2 separate regions of the Oryzias latipes genome follow, and region 1 is linked to region 2. Evidence: chromatin contacts called from public Hi-C data. All regions are on one chromosome and are shown on one strand. Each heading gives the region's core, a stretch centred on a gene start, on an enhancer-like site or on the middle of the called end of the contact. The rest is flanking DNA. Distances are from core to core; before and after follow the strand shown.

Region 1 (5,768 bases), core at 1,908-4,407, 410 kb before region 2:
GCACAAATCTGCAGGGAGCCTCGAGAAAAGCCCCCCCACTCATCTTTTCAAGCCTTGTGATGACCTTGTGGTGTAAATGTGCAGCACGTCCTGCTCCGGTATGCGAGTTTACCTAAACACAAAGCCGACTTCTACGCCTTTTTTCTTGGTCACAGGCGTCACTGAATTTCTTCGGGGGTCAGAGATGCAGCTAAACCCCCGGGAGTAGGTGGGGGTCTCCGCCACTGAATGCCCTCCTTAAATGTTTCTCAGGACTTTAAGAGGTCATTCATTTTGTTTGCCTTTTTGATCTCCCTGACAATCGTCATCAATCAGAGACGTTATTAGTATTCACTCAACTCTTGAGTGTGTCTCTGCTCAGACGGGGACCACACACTATTAGGAAGAGATTAAGGCTGTGCGTGTCACATCATGTTGTACCAAAGGAGCCCTGTTCCCACTTCTTTTGGACTGAGGAATGCTGAATAAGCAGATTCTTTTGAACAGAAAGGGATGCCACCTCAGATAAACGGACAGAAGCCATTTTTGGGCGGTGAAATAACACCCCACGTTCAGAAATGTGATTTAAAAGAAATTAAGGGAATCGAACACATGCAAAAGTGTGAACTTCCTCAGCTGAGGCCCATCCCCGCTCTCCCTCTCAGACTTAATGCAACAATAGGAACTTGTTTCCGGGATCTCGGCGTCAGTGCTCTGCGGAGTGAATGACCCACCAGCACAAAAGCCAAGACCTCCCGACTCGAAAGAGTGGCCATGGCTGCCATGACTGGGATGTGGTCACTCTGCCAAGATGGGGGCTGCTGGGAAAAAATAGGAGCTCCTCCACTGAGTCAGGGGGCCGTGCTTCCAAATGGCTGCAGCTGTTTTCTTTCCACTCAAAGAAAAGCCCCGTTATGCCAAAGTGAGGACTCAAACCTTGAGTTTGCATTCAAGCCGTGTTCTGTGAGAGTTACACATGGATTACATAAACGAGACGTCTTTCTAAATCAGTGTTTTTCAACCTTTTTTGAGCCACGGCACACTTTAACCTTGACAAAAATCCTGCGGCACACCAGCATCCAAAAATTAAAACAAAAAAAGGAGAAACTCATAGTCTGTATTGATCTACAGCCCCTCCTCAATCTCACATGCATTTTTGTGATAATTGTGGCTGAAAAAACTGGAAGCTGCAGCTGTTTTTTCTAAAAGATGTAATAAAAGTTAAGTTAGAAGATTTAAAAACTGTTTTATGTGTGTTCGTTGTCGTGTCAAGACGTTTAACAAGGACGACTCATTGTACGCTGAGACACTGTCACTTTAACGCAATGCATCATGGGAGATGTAGTGCAAACAGCCACCAAACGCAGACAGACTCTCTTCTCTGAGCTTCATTGTTTTGTTCACAGTCTGATACCGGATTCTGTGGAAAGCTACACCGCTAAAGACGAGCTTTAGCTGGCATTTTTTTTGGAACTGAGAGACTTTATGAGCAGAATCAGAACAAGGAAGTGAAGAGTTTAACCACCTCTGATTGGTCAGACTGATGACATGTGATTAAGCCTCCAAGAATGATTGGTGGAGACAGTTAAAGGGGCGGGACGCTTCCTAAAACATTATAGCTATGGCTAAATCGCGGTACCGTCATTCTTATCAAAATGTCTTTAATAGAATCAAATAAACACAAAGAAAAACTTATTTTACGATCTTTCATATTCCTAACTACTCAGTGTTTTATCAGGGCCTGTTTGGATGAACAAAGAGCTGATATCCTCGAGATGGGAAATGTTTTTAGATCAGTTAATGAGGGCAATTTCCCACGGCACACCGGTTGAAAAACACTGTTCTAGGGCACCGTTTCGGCCGTGGTTCATTCGAATTTCTACGAAGCTCGTGACCTGAGACAAGTAAAAAAAATCATTAATATATTCCCGTGATAAGTCATTCCTAAAGACGGATGTGAGCAATACTTGGATTAACAGCAGATACCTTCACATTTCTCTCATGACAATGCATGGAAGACACGGAGGATGTTAAGAGGTTGGATTTATGCCATGTTCCCGGATGCCGGCATAGCAAGAAAACGTGCTCCGCAGCCAGAGATCGTTATGCCGCTTTGGCAGCGGACAGCGGCTCCCTGTCTGTTGTCCAGCCAGCCGCCCGGCATAGCGATCGCCTCGCCATAGTCAATGGAAACATCAATGATGCAATGGCAAAATTTATTTTGTTATTGCTTCAAACCAGTTATCGTATTTACAATAAATATGGAACCGGATTCGGTTGAAAATACGGGGTGCGTAAAAGGTCATAGTTATTTTGTGGGAACGAATTCATTTTTTTTTTTTTTTTACCCATGTCAGGTCACGGGCTCCGTAAAATTTACCTCTGAGTTGTTGGCGCAACTGTTGGTGCAGAGCAAGCCCGCCCACCCTTCCTGTCACCCATAACTGAAAGTTCTCTGTGTTATACTAAAGTCCTGTTAGTTCACAGCCACTCACACCCCCAACCTAACATTTGTCTGCAAGTGGACGCATCAGAATGATGAGATAAATGCTACAAGAACATGTTAAAAACATTGAAAACATGATTTTTATGGGAGTGCGCCTGACTCTGGAGCACGTCCTGCTTCCTCCTCCCCACATCCCCCAAGAAACCTCCTGTAAACGCGTTATTGTCTACAACCAGAAGTTTCATATGCAGGATTTCTTAAGGTCAACATTTCTGCTGGCACACCGAGCCGTTCTGCACTTTATTCCCCTTTAATTTAACAGCAGCGGCAGCTTTTCTAGTTAAATCAACTGTTCATTATTGAGACCCCGTTTTACGAAGGGGCTGTGAGGTGCAATTTAATGAATCTCTGGCACAAAGCTCCCTTTCAGCGCCGCGCGAAGAATAGAGGCTATTTAGACCCTGTAGGGCTTTATGTCAAAGGCAGCCCATAATAGTTGTCAGGCCGGGGCAGAAATTCCCACTGGCCTAGGAATGCACTAGAAATCAACTTTTGCCATGAGCAGATTAAGACACAAGCAAGCCATTGGAGGATCCTCCCAAACATTGCCATCTGTTTGGATACATCGATTTTCCCACAGACGTGAAGCTGATCTAAAGGTCACACACGAACTTTTACTGTGAAAAAGTACTTATTTGTCCCTAAACCGAACAATGTATATTCTGTATTAGTGATGGATCTTCTATTTTTTAAGCTATTTATCATAAACGTGGCTTTGAAAACGGTGGCTTTTTTTCAAACCACTTTGGGTTTTGTGACACAGATTTGCACTGAGGCTTTTCTGCTCACGGTTACAGTAATGTCCTCTGGCTTCATGAAAGCCGTTGTGGTTGAAAGCACACACAGCAGTTAGAGCAGGAGGAGGAGGCTCCTGACTGAGGATATTGTCTTCGGCACGGCAGGGAACTCCAGACAAATCCCTCGTACATGCAGGTTGTCACCCACAAGCAAAGAGTTAAGTCCTGCGGTTCCGTGGCCCCTCCTCTTTGATGTTCTGACATCATTTGCCCTGCCCCCTGAAAGATCTACCCGCTCTCCTCAGAGCCCGTCACTTCTGCTCTGCAATGTCTACGAGCAGCTTCAGGACCGAGGGTTTTCATCAGAGGAACAAAGCCATGATCTGAGGGGGCTTCTGAGGTCCCAGAGGACGCCACGGGTGAAGCTGCCGGGCTCAACAGAGTAATGGCTGTTCAGACGGCAATCATGAACCCCCAGTTCATGAGTTTCTGCTTCCCTGGGTCTGTGATGGAGTTCGACGTGGAGAAAAGTCTGGATGGGAGTCTCCTCTGCGAGGCGGAGCAGGATGAGGACTTCAAGGAGACCACGAGGGACCTCCTGAGCTTCATCGACTCGGCCTCCAGCAACATCAAGCTGGCTCTGGACAAGCCGGTCAAGTCCAAGAGGAAAGTCAACCACCGGAAGTACCTTCAGAAGCAGATCAAACGGTGCACTGGCATCATAACACCCGGAAACGGAGCGGAAACGCCGGTAAAAAGACAGAGTTCCCCTGTGTCTCAGCAGAGCTCTTTGCAGAACAAAGTCCTGCCTAAACGGGACGGAGTCCAGGCCAACCTGCAGAGCAAGAGCCTGGCAGCGCTCTTCAGCCCCGTTAAGGAATTAAGAGGCGAGAGAGCGAAGAAGCCACCCCTGAGACACCGCAACCTGCCTCCGTCTTTCTTCACTGAGCCTGCCAACTGCTCTAAAGTCAGCCCCACGTCTGAGGTGACCCTCAAGGACCTGGAGCGAGGCAGCCCAGACTTCTTTGAGCTCCTGGGACCCGACTACAGCAGCATGGTCAGCGACCAGGATCTTTACCCAAGCGTGCCTCTGCGCATGCAGTCGGAGCTGGGAGGCCTGGACCCCGCTTCTTATGACGCCCATGTAGTAGCTCATCATCTGTACACAGCAGACCCCTGGACTAGCTGCTCAGGACCTTCCAAGAAGCTAGGAGAGAACCCGCGTGCAGGCCCAGTCCAGCCCCCTGCTTATTTCCAGTCGGAGGAGGCCTCCGGAGGCATGGATGATAACGCACTGTGCACTTTGGCTTTTCCAAACTTCTTCCCAGACTGCTCCTTACCTCAGGTGACCTATGACTTAAACAGTGGCTACAACAGGTCCAGTTATTCATCACTATGAGGAACGTCAAAATAAACCCAAACCCTGCACAGCGAAGTGTCCTGCATTTCCCCACAAAACATCTGGCACAAAATTCCCACATCTGCTTGTGTTTTATAATAAAATTACTCCAAATGTGCATTCGTGTCTCCTCAGGGGGTTCACTGCAAGAGAGAGAGAGAGAGGGGGGGGGGGGGATATAAATGTTAAAAATGATCATTCAGACCTCGTTTTACAAAAGTAGTTGTCTCACTCTAGAAAGCGACACTAACTGTAGATCAGGTGTTTCACAAAACCACTGAGGCACTTTTTTTAGATCCTGTTAGAAGACGTTCTGTAACATTGCATTACAGTCCAGATAAAAACGTATATTTAGAGATTTTTATTGCTCTGAATTTATTTTCAGCTGGAACATTTACCAATTCTTTCTTTTCTTCTTTATTTTTCAAAGCTTTTAATGTATCTAGCTATTGTAAGATGACAAAATAAAGCTGGTCTTTATTACTGCGTGTGCTTTTGTGCTGATCATTAAACATGGAACGCGTCAATTTCAATATATGTTGGAGGAACTCTTTTGTGTAATAAGTTATTCTGAATAAAGTTTGAACAAAACAAAACATAAAAAAGGGTTTCATATAAAAAATATATTTTTTCAAATAATAAATTTGACAAAACTGGAGTTCTCAGTAAAGACTTTTATATCAAAATATTTAAATTCACACTCATGTTTTACCCTTATGCTCCCCTAAAGTGGCTTAATGTTTAAATATTTGCATTAGCATTGACTTATTTCCATATTTTTACACATATCTGGAGTTAGTCAGTGGAGATCTTCAAAGATTGAAACACTTCAGCCTTGAAATGAATTGTATAGCTCCCCCTGGTGGCTATTGAAGGTTACTTCATTTGCATTGTTGAACAGAGGAAGCCTGAATGTGACTTCATCATTTGAAATCTATAAAATTTCATAAAAATATACTGTTTGGTAGTAATCTTTTCTTAAAGCAGCATTTACAACTAAGGAGTGCTTTATTGACTATTAAAGATTTCACAATAAAAGCTCGCCGTAAGCTTGTTGGTGTTTGTCGTTCTGTGGGAGGATGCATTTTTAGATTCATTTAAGTTAACTGGTTATGTTAATTTGCTATTAATACAAGAAATAACGTTT
Region 2 (6,048 bases), core at 2,232-4,731:
CTCGCACCACGGCTCCCTGTCCAACAGCGCGCCTCAGGACTACCTCCTCCTCCACCAGTGCATGAGCAGGAAGACGGAGAGTGCACGGTAAAGGTCATGACCCTCAGACATCCTGCATTGGTTTCCTGTTTTCTGTTAATGCAGGTCAACATACAGGTTTACGGCGCTTCCTCAGTCCAGAAGCCTCTAAGGGTTCAAACTACCGTTGGAGAGGAATAACAGGCGGAGAGCTGTCTGTCTGTGGAACAGCCTAGAATAATGCAAAAACAAGAAGCTTTTATTCTAAAAGGATATTTCTACATTTCTGTTTGATTCAAAGTGATGATGAGATGGAGAACATTCAGGAAAGAAGTACATTAACCCTTAGTAGTCCAGGGCCTTTTCTTTTACTTTACAATATCCTCTAAAAATGTATCTTTAAAACAGTTTTTTGTGACGAGCCTTGACATCATTTTCTTTGCACAAACTCAGTTTTTTATACAAATATCTATTTTTTATTATATTGCACAATAACACAAAAAAACCTGAAAGTGTATAATGAAATAAATTCTGATAGATACTGATGGTACATACTTGTATAGTCTATAGATGAGGTGCACTGAACCATAAGGCAAAAGAGTCTGAGAATTGCAGAGTCTTTATGAACCACATTCTCAGTAACTCTGGAACATGTTTGTAACACGCCACACGTTAGCCACATTAGCCTATACATAATAACGCTCAAACTTGTTTTCAACACGTAAAAACAATGGACAGATGCCTCTAAAACAACCGTAACTGTGACTACGCTAACTCCAAACCCTGTTAGTAACAGGCCAACATGCTAGATGTTAGCCGCGTTAGCATATATAAGGCCCTCCGAGGTGTAAGGTGCTGTCGTTTTTTGAAAAAAACATTTAAAGAAAAAAGGTTTTAAGTGGGCCTTATTGTACAAAAAATCCTGTTGTTTTTTCCCTGCAAAAATCAACTGTTTACTTTTACATTATATAACAAAGATCAAACGATAGAGACAAAATAAAAAAGTTTAAATCTAAAAACAAACTCAAAATGATAAAAAATATCTAAAAAAAACAGCTGAAGCTCCACTAAACTATTTTAAGGTTTATGTTTCATATAAGGTTTATGTTTCATAACTCTAGGTATATTTTTTTAAACAAAATGTCAAAGCTAAAGACTTTTTAAACCTTTACGTAAATATCGAATGAAATCAATTCTAATGGGGGTGGGGGGGGTCTGCATCCTTTCTACGTCATTGGAAAACTCACCGTGAATTTAGAGACTGCTTAGGTAAAAAATAGTCACGTTTGATACGATGGAGTAAAAATAGAAAATTAATTTGCAATTTTAAAGCCATAAACCTCTCAGACTGAGACGCTGCTCAGTTCAAGTCAACATTAATACTTTCTCAAAGCCTCCATCGGTGCCCTTTAAGAGAAACACAGCCGAAGCAGCCATTCATCACTCCTGCAGGTTTACGCTCCTCCAGAGCGAATCTGCCCCATCAGCAGAAGCAGCTGCACAGAAAGGAGTCGTAGTGGAACTGAAGAATCAAACCTCTCAGTCGATCTCATCAGCCTTATGCCCATTTCTCCATCTCGCCTCTGCTTCGCTAATTAGACGCACATGTATGATTCATGCTTCAGTGGAAATCCTCAGGTTGATGGTTAGTGATCTAATTTCATCTATATAAAAGCCCCCCCCCCCCCCCCCCCCATCCACTTGTGCATCAACCATAGTAGGAAATGATGTATTGTGCATTGTGTCATCATTGATGACAAAAAAAATTTGCAGTTCAATTTGTGCTTTCTTTTCAGAAATGACCACAAGGGAGGGGGGGGGATTTTTATTTATTTTATTTACTGTTTTCAGCTGTTTAACCCTTGTGCTATCCTAGGCACTTTAACATTGGGAATATGGTCATCTAGACCCATTAGACAGTGCGCTGAACCTTTTTTCTTCAATGATTTGTGATCTTCACTGGTGTCCATGGATTACATGAAATCCTCTACACCTTTATCCACCTTTGTCATGGTAGGGAGAACACGTCAAAGTAAGGGTGGGCTCATCTAAGATAGCACGAGGGTTATTAAGCTGCTCTTGTTGGCCGTCAAGGTCATTTCCACAGGGGGCCTGAGTTAGGCTGAGAAAGTCTGAGCTCCCGTCATCCTCTACACCTAAACCTGTTAGCACGCTGAGGACTTGCTTAAAAAATCAAGTTTCAAAAAACCTTAAAAATATTTGAGATTCTACTATTTTGGATGCATAAGCTGCTCAGGCAGTGGATAGAGACTTTCGATTCTCCTTATTAGTGTAACACTGCCATCTAGTGACTGTAGATGTTATTACATTTATTTTAGGTGACAGGACATAATGACATTGTTTCTAGAAACAGATGTGTGGCAGTTGTTTGCTCACAAGGGTCTTAAAGACCCACTCTGATTAAAAAATAGTGTTTTCAACATGTTTTTGGTCAAATACAGCATACCGTATATCAAGAAAATATGAATACATTTCTTTGTTTCAAATAAATGAAAATAAACACAAGAGTTTATAGACATAAAACAAAACAGTGTGCTTGAAAACGAGTGGATTGAAGAAAAATCTTGTATGATCCCACACCTCATGATGTGGGTATTTCTATTTACAGTTTTGTTCAAAACATTCACATTACATTATGTATAGTAATGTAACTCAAATAGGAGCCGACAAAGAAATGCAGTTTGGAAAAGATTGGAACGAAAAAAATACACTGGACGGGCCAAAAGCTCCCTGCTTCATTCTAGACGACTAGATCCGTGCACGTCTTCATTTTCCTCACTCAAGATGGCACCTGGCTCCAAACTGTGCGGCTATGTCTTAGAAAACGATACAGATTTTTCCATTTTGCATAGAAATGCCATAGTTCTGATAAAAATACCAAAAGATGAATAGGAGTGGAACTTGGAGGCTTTGTGTGGAGTGCCCATGGTAAAAACCCCTCTACTTATGCTTCTGTTGCAGAAGTGCCAGCTTCTCTCAAACCACTCGCAGCAACACGCTGACGGGGAGTGACTCTCCAGTCCAGAAACTTTCCTACGGCTTCTCACACTGTCTGAATGGCACAGGATCTCAGCTGCACGGCTTCTACAGCCTCCCCAAGACAGGGCAGCAACAGCTCAGTGTGCACGACGGCTCCCCCCAGGAGGCCTGCTACGTCCTGCCGCGGGGCTACAGCTCTGAGGCTCCGCTCCACAGCAACTTCAGCGACCCCGATCTGGAGAATGACGAGGTCTACACCTTCAAAACCCCTTGCAACGCCCTCGCCACCATGCACAGCAACGAGCGCTCGCCTGACAACTACGACTTCCCCACAACGCCCGGCTCCTTCTACCAGATCCCGCGGACGTTTGACAAGAACCACAATGCGCTCACACCCCCCAGCTCGGAATCCTCCTGCGCTCCGCCTCCTAGACCCCCTAAACCAAGCCAGGGGTCAGAGGGGCAGAGGGGGAGTCCCCGCTCAGCTGGAAGTCAGAATGGGGAAGTCAAGTCATCGGTCATCCCACGCAGGAACACTCTCCCTGCTGTGGAGAACATAAGGCTGCACAGAGGTACATTTTCTTCTTCTAAATAAAGATTGTGTTTTTAACGTGTTCTTGGGGCATTTTTCTGATGACCATTGAGCTTAAAATAACATTTCTGAGTATTTCTTTATTGAAATCATGAATAAGAAGCAGACCCAAAACTGCAGTTTAAAAAATAATATATGTATAAAATAAGCTGGGCGGGCCATATGCTCTTGGCTCCGCCCCTATTTGATCCATCTACTTGTAGACGACTAGATCCATATACGTCTTGGTTAACCTTGACCGAGCTAGAATCTGACTCCAAGCTGGTCGACTGGACGGCTCCAGTGTTTTTGTTGAACTGGTTATGTGAGGTTGTGGGTGCTATCATGAAAACAGAAAGCTCTCAGCAATGGAGAAGGAAAGGGGGACAGGGTTATTCACGCCAGCGGTCCCGCCGACAACTCTTAAGCAAATTTTCTAAACCTGCTCTGCAGAAACTATGCCTTAGAAAACGACAGATTTTTTTTATCATTGTTTTTGCCTTAAAACAGCATCGTCATAATTAAAAGACTACTTACTGAAATAGCTCAAAAGTTGATCGGAGTGGGTCTCTAAATCATGTCTGGATCGACCACGCCTCTTTCCTTATGGCTCCTCTGCCTCCCCTTGACCCCCCCCCCCCCCCCCCCCCCCCCCCCCCACACCTCCTTTTTTTTCCTGCCACTGGACAGAAACAAAGGCCTCAGTGTAGGAATCATTGCTTCGTTTAGACGCTAATGAAATTCAAGTCATACAGGCCGATCCGAAATGCCTGGTTCCAGACCGATGAGCCGCTTTTAGAACAGTACCGCTGGACACAGCGCTTGAATTCTTAATTTGCCGTGTTTGTTCCTTTGCCAGGTCCAGGCTCAGGCTTCAGAGAAAAGGACTGATTTGTGACCCTCATTAGTGGGGCCTCTGGCTGTTCACAAACCTGCGCCACAATGACTAACTGTGGTCATATGAAGCACATAATTAGATGTCACTTGTTTATTACATGAAGCATTTCAAAATGTCTTTTTTTTTTTAGTCCAACTAACCTTTTTTTTTTTAGGATTATTGCGACACGTGACTTTGGAATTGTTCCATTTGTACTTTATTTTTTTGTATTTATGGTAATAGAAACGATTGAATTTCTCATTTGTCATGAAAGGCTCCTCCTTTGAAACCAACAACCATCATCGTCTTCATTTCAACAACCAGTCGGTAGAGTCCGTCAACGACGGATTCAGCTCCTACTTGGTGAGTTTATACCAACGCAAAGTCATCAACCACAGAGGAGGAAAGCCTTTTATGTCGCATCCTTGTCTTTACTGAGGGTGAGGAGGCGGCGGCCGTCACATGACCTCTGTGTCTTTCAGCAGCTGCGAGCCCAAGCGCCTCTGACTCGCTCCGACAGCGGCAACTCGGATGACAACTACGTTCCCATGAATCCCGGCTCCTCTCCGCTGAGCGCCTCCCAGGCTGACAATCCCAGCGACATCTACATTCCTATGACCCCTGGACCACACTTTGATTTCCCAGGATTCTCTGCCACGTTGCCTGCCCGCAAGGGCAGCAGCGCCTCCCTGTGCCACCGGCCCACTCGTTACAGTGATGTCACGCCTCCGCCTATTAACCGCAACCTGAAGCCCAACAGGAAATGTGAGGTTTTTTCCCCCTGCGTGTTTCATTTGTGTGTTTGATTTCTGTTTTTCCTTTTTGACCTTGGGTTAGGATGATCTGCACAGCATTCTTTTAACTTGTAAAGCTCTTAGGAACCAACTCAAATGATACACAACAACACCCACATGTTGCCTTTGCTTTAAATGGCGTAACTAGATTTTTTTAATGGAAGATCTGTGCTGGTGTTTTCCACAGCGAAGCCGACGCCTTTGGACCTAAAAAGCAATGGGATCATCGACGAGCTGCCATTTAAGAGCCCGGTTACCATGTCCTGGACACGACCCATGTGAGTCCCTGCTTTGATGTTCGCAGACGTCACGCCGACGACATTTGTTGGGCGCATTGACTGTATATGAGAACCGGACTGAGCGAGAGTGACGTCGGTCACCGTTTTTCCCCCCGATACGGATGTTTTCATGTTGGAGCCAGACGTCGTCAGTAAGCAGTGAGTCGGTCTGAGGCAATGTTTCTATGGCAACCACTCTCGCCAGTCAGAAGGGAGATTGTTGGAAGGCCACACCCCCCACCACTTGAAATCGGGCCACAAGAAAACTGTCAAACGTTCCTAACGTAGGACGTGAGATCCAGCAGGCACCACTTATGTTAATCCAGGCATCTGATTGGCCAGTTTATAACTTAGAATAAAGAAAAAGAATTGGCAGGAAAATGTTAAAAAGGGTATCAGAGCAAGAATAGTTATTCTGACTAATAGAATGACTGAGGAGCCGCTGTTTATTTCTCTAGAGAAGTCTATGGGATTTTCCTTCCTGGAACCAGCAGGTACTTCCTGTTTGGA

Evidence for each region. A called contact is a pair of places that touch in the nucleus more often than the background predicts.
Region 1: a Hi-C map of embryo shows a contact between it and region 2, with 1.9 times the contacts expected there. The contact joins the promoter of fam181b here to the enhancer-like site in region 2. A contact is called at or near these places in 3 of 5 Hi-C or Micro-C datasets (embryo and fibroblasts).

Annotation. Positions count from the first base shown.
Region 1 is chr13:7,001,279-7,007,046 of ASM223467v1, reverse strand. It overlaps fam181b (protein FAM181B), which reads left to right and starts at 3,157. Exons shown (of 1, transcript XM_023961958.1): 1 at 3,157-5,104. The coding sequence starts at 3,668. The coding sequence ends at 4,621.
Region 2 is chr13:6,588,679-6,594,726 of ASM223467v1, reverse strand. gab2 (GRB2-associated-binding protein 2) reads left to right here. Exons shown (of 10, transcript XM_011482305.3): 3 at 1-87; 4 at 3,001-3,590; 5 at 4,741-4,829; 6 at 4,952-5,231; 7 at 5,448-5,538. Among protein-coding and RNA genes, the nearest start is that of maml2, 11 kb to the right of the region's middle. Within about 2 kb of position 3,481, at least 2 of the 8 cell types and tissues checked have an H3K27ac peak or open chromatin away from gene starts, as enhancers often do. A contact at or near this core is called in embryo, where this site is marked.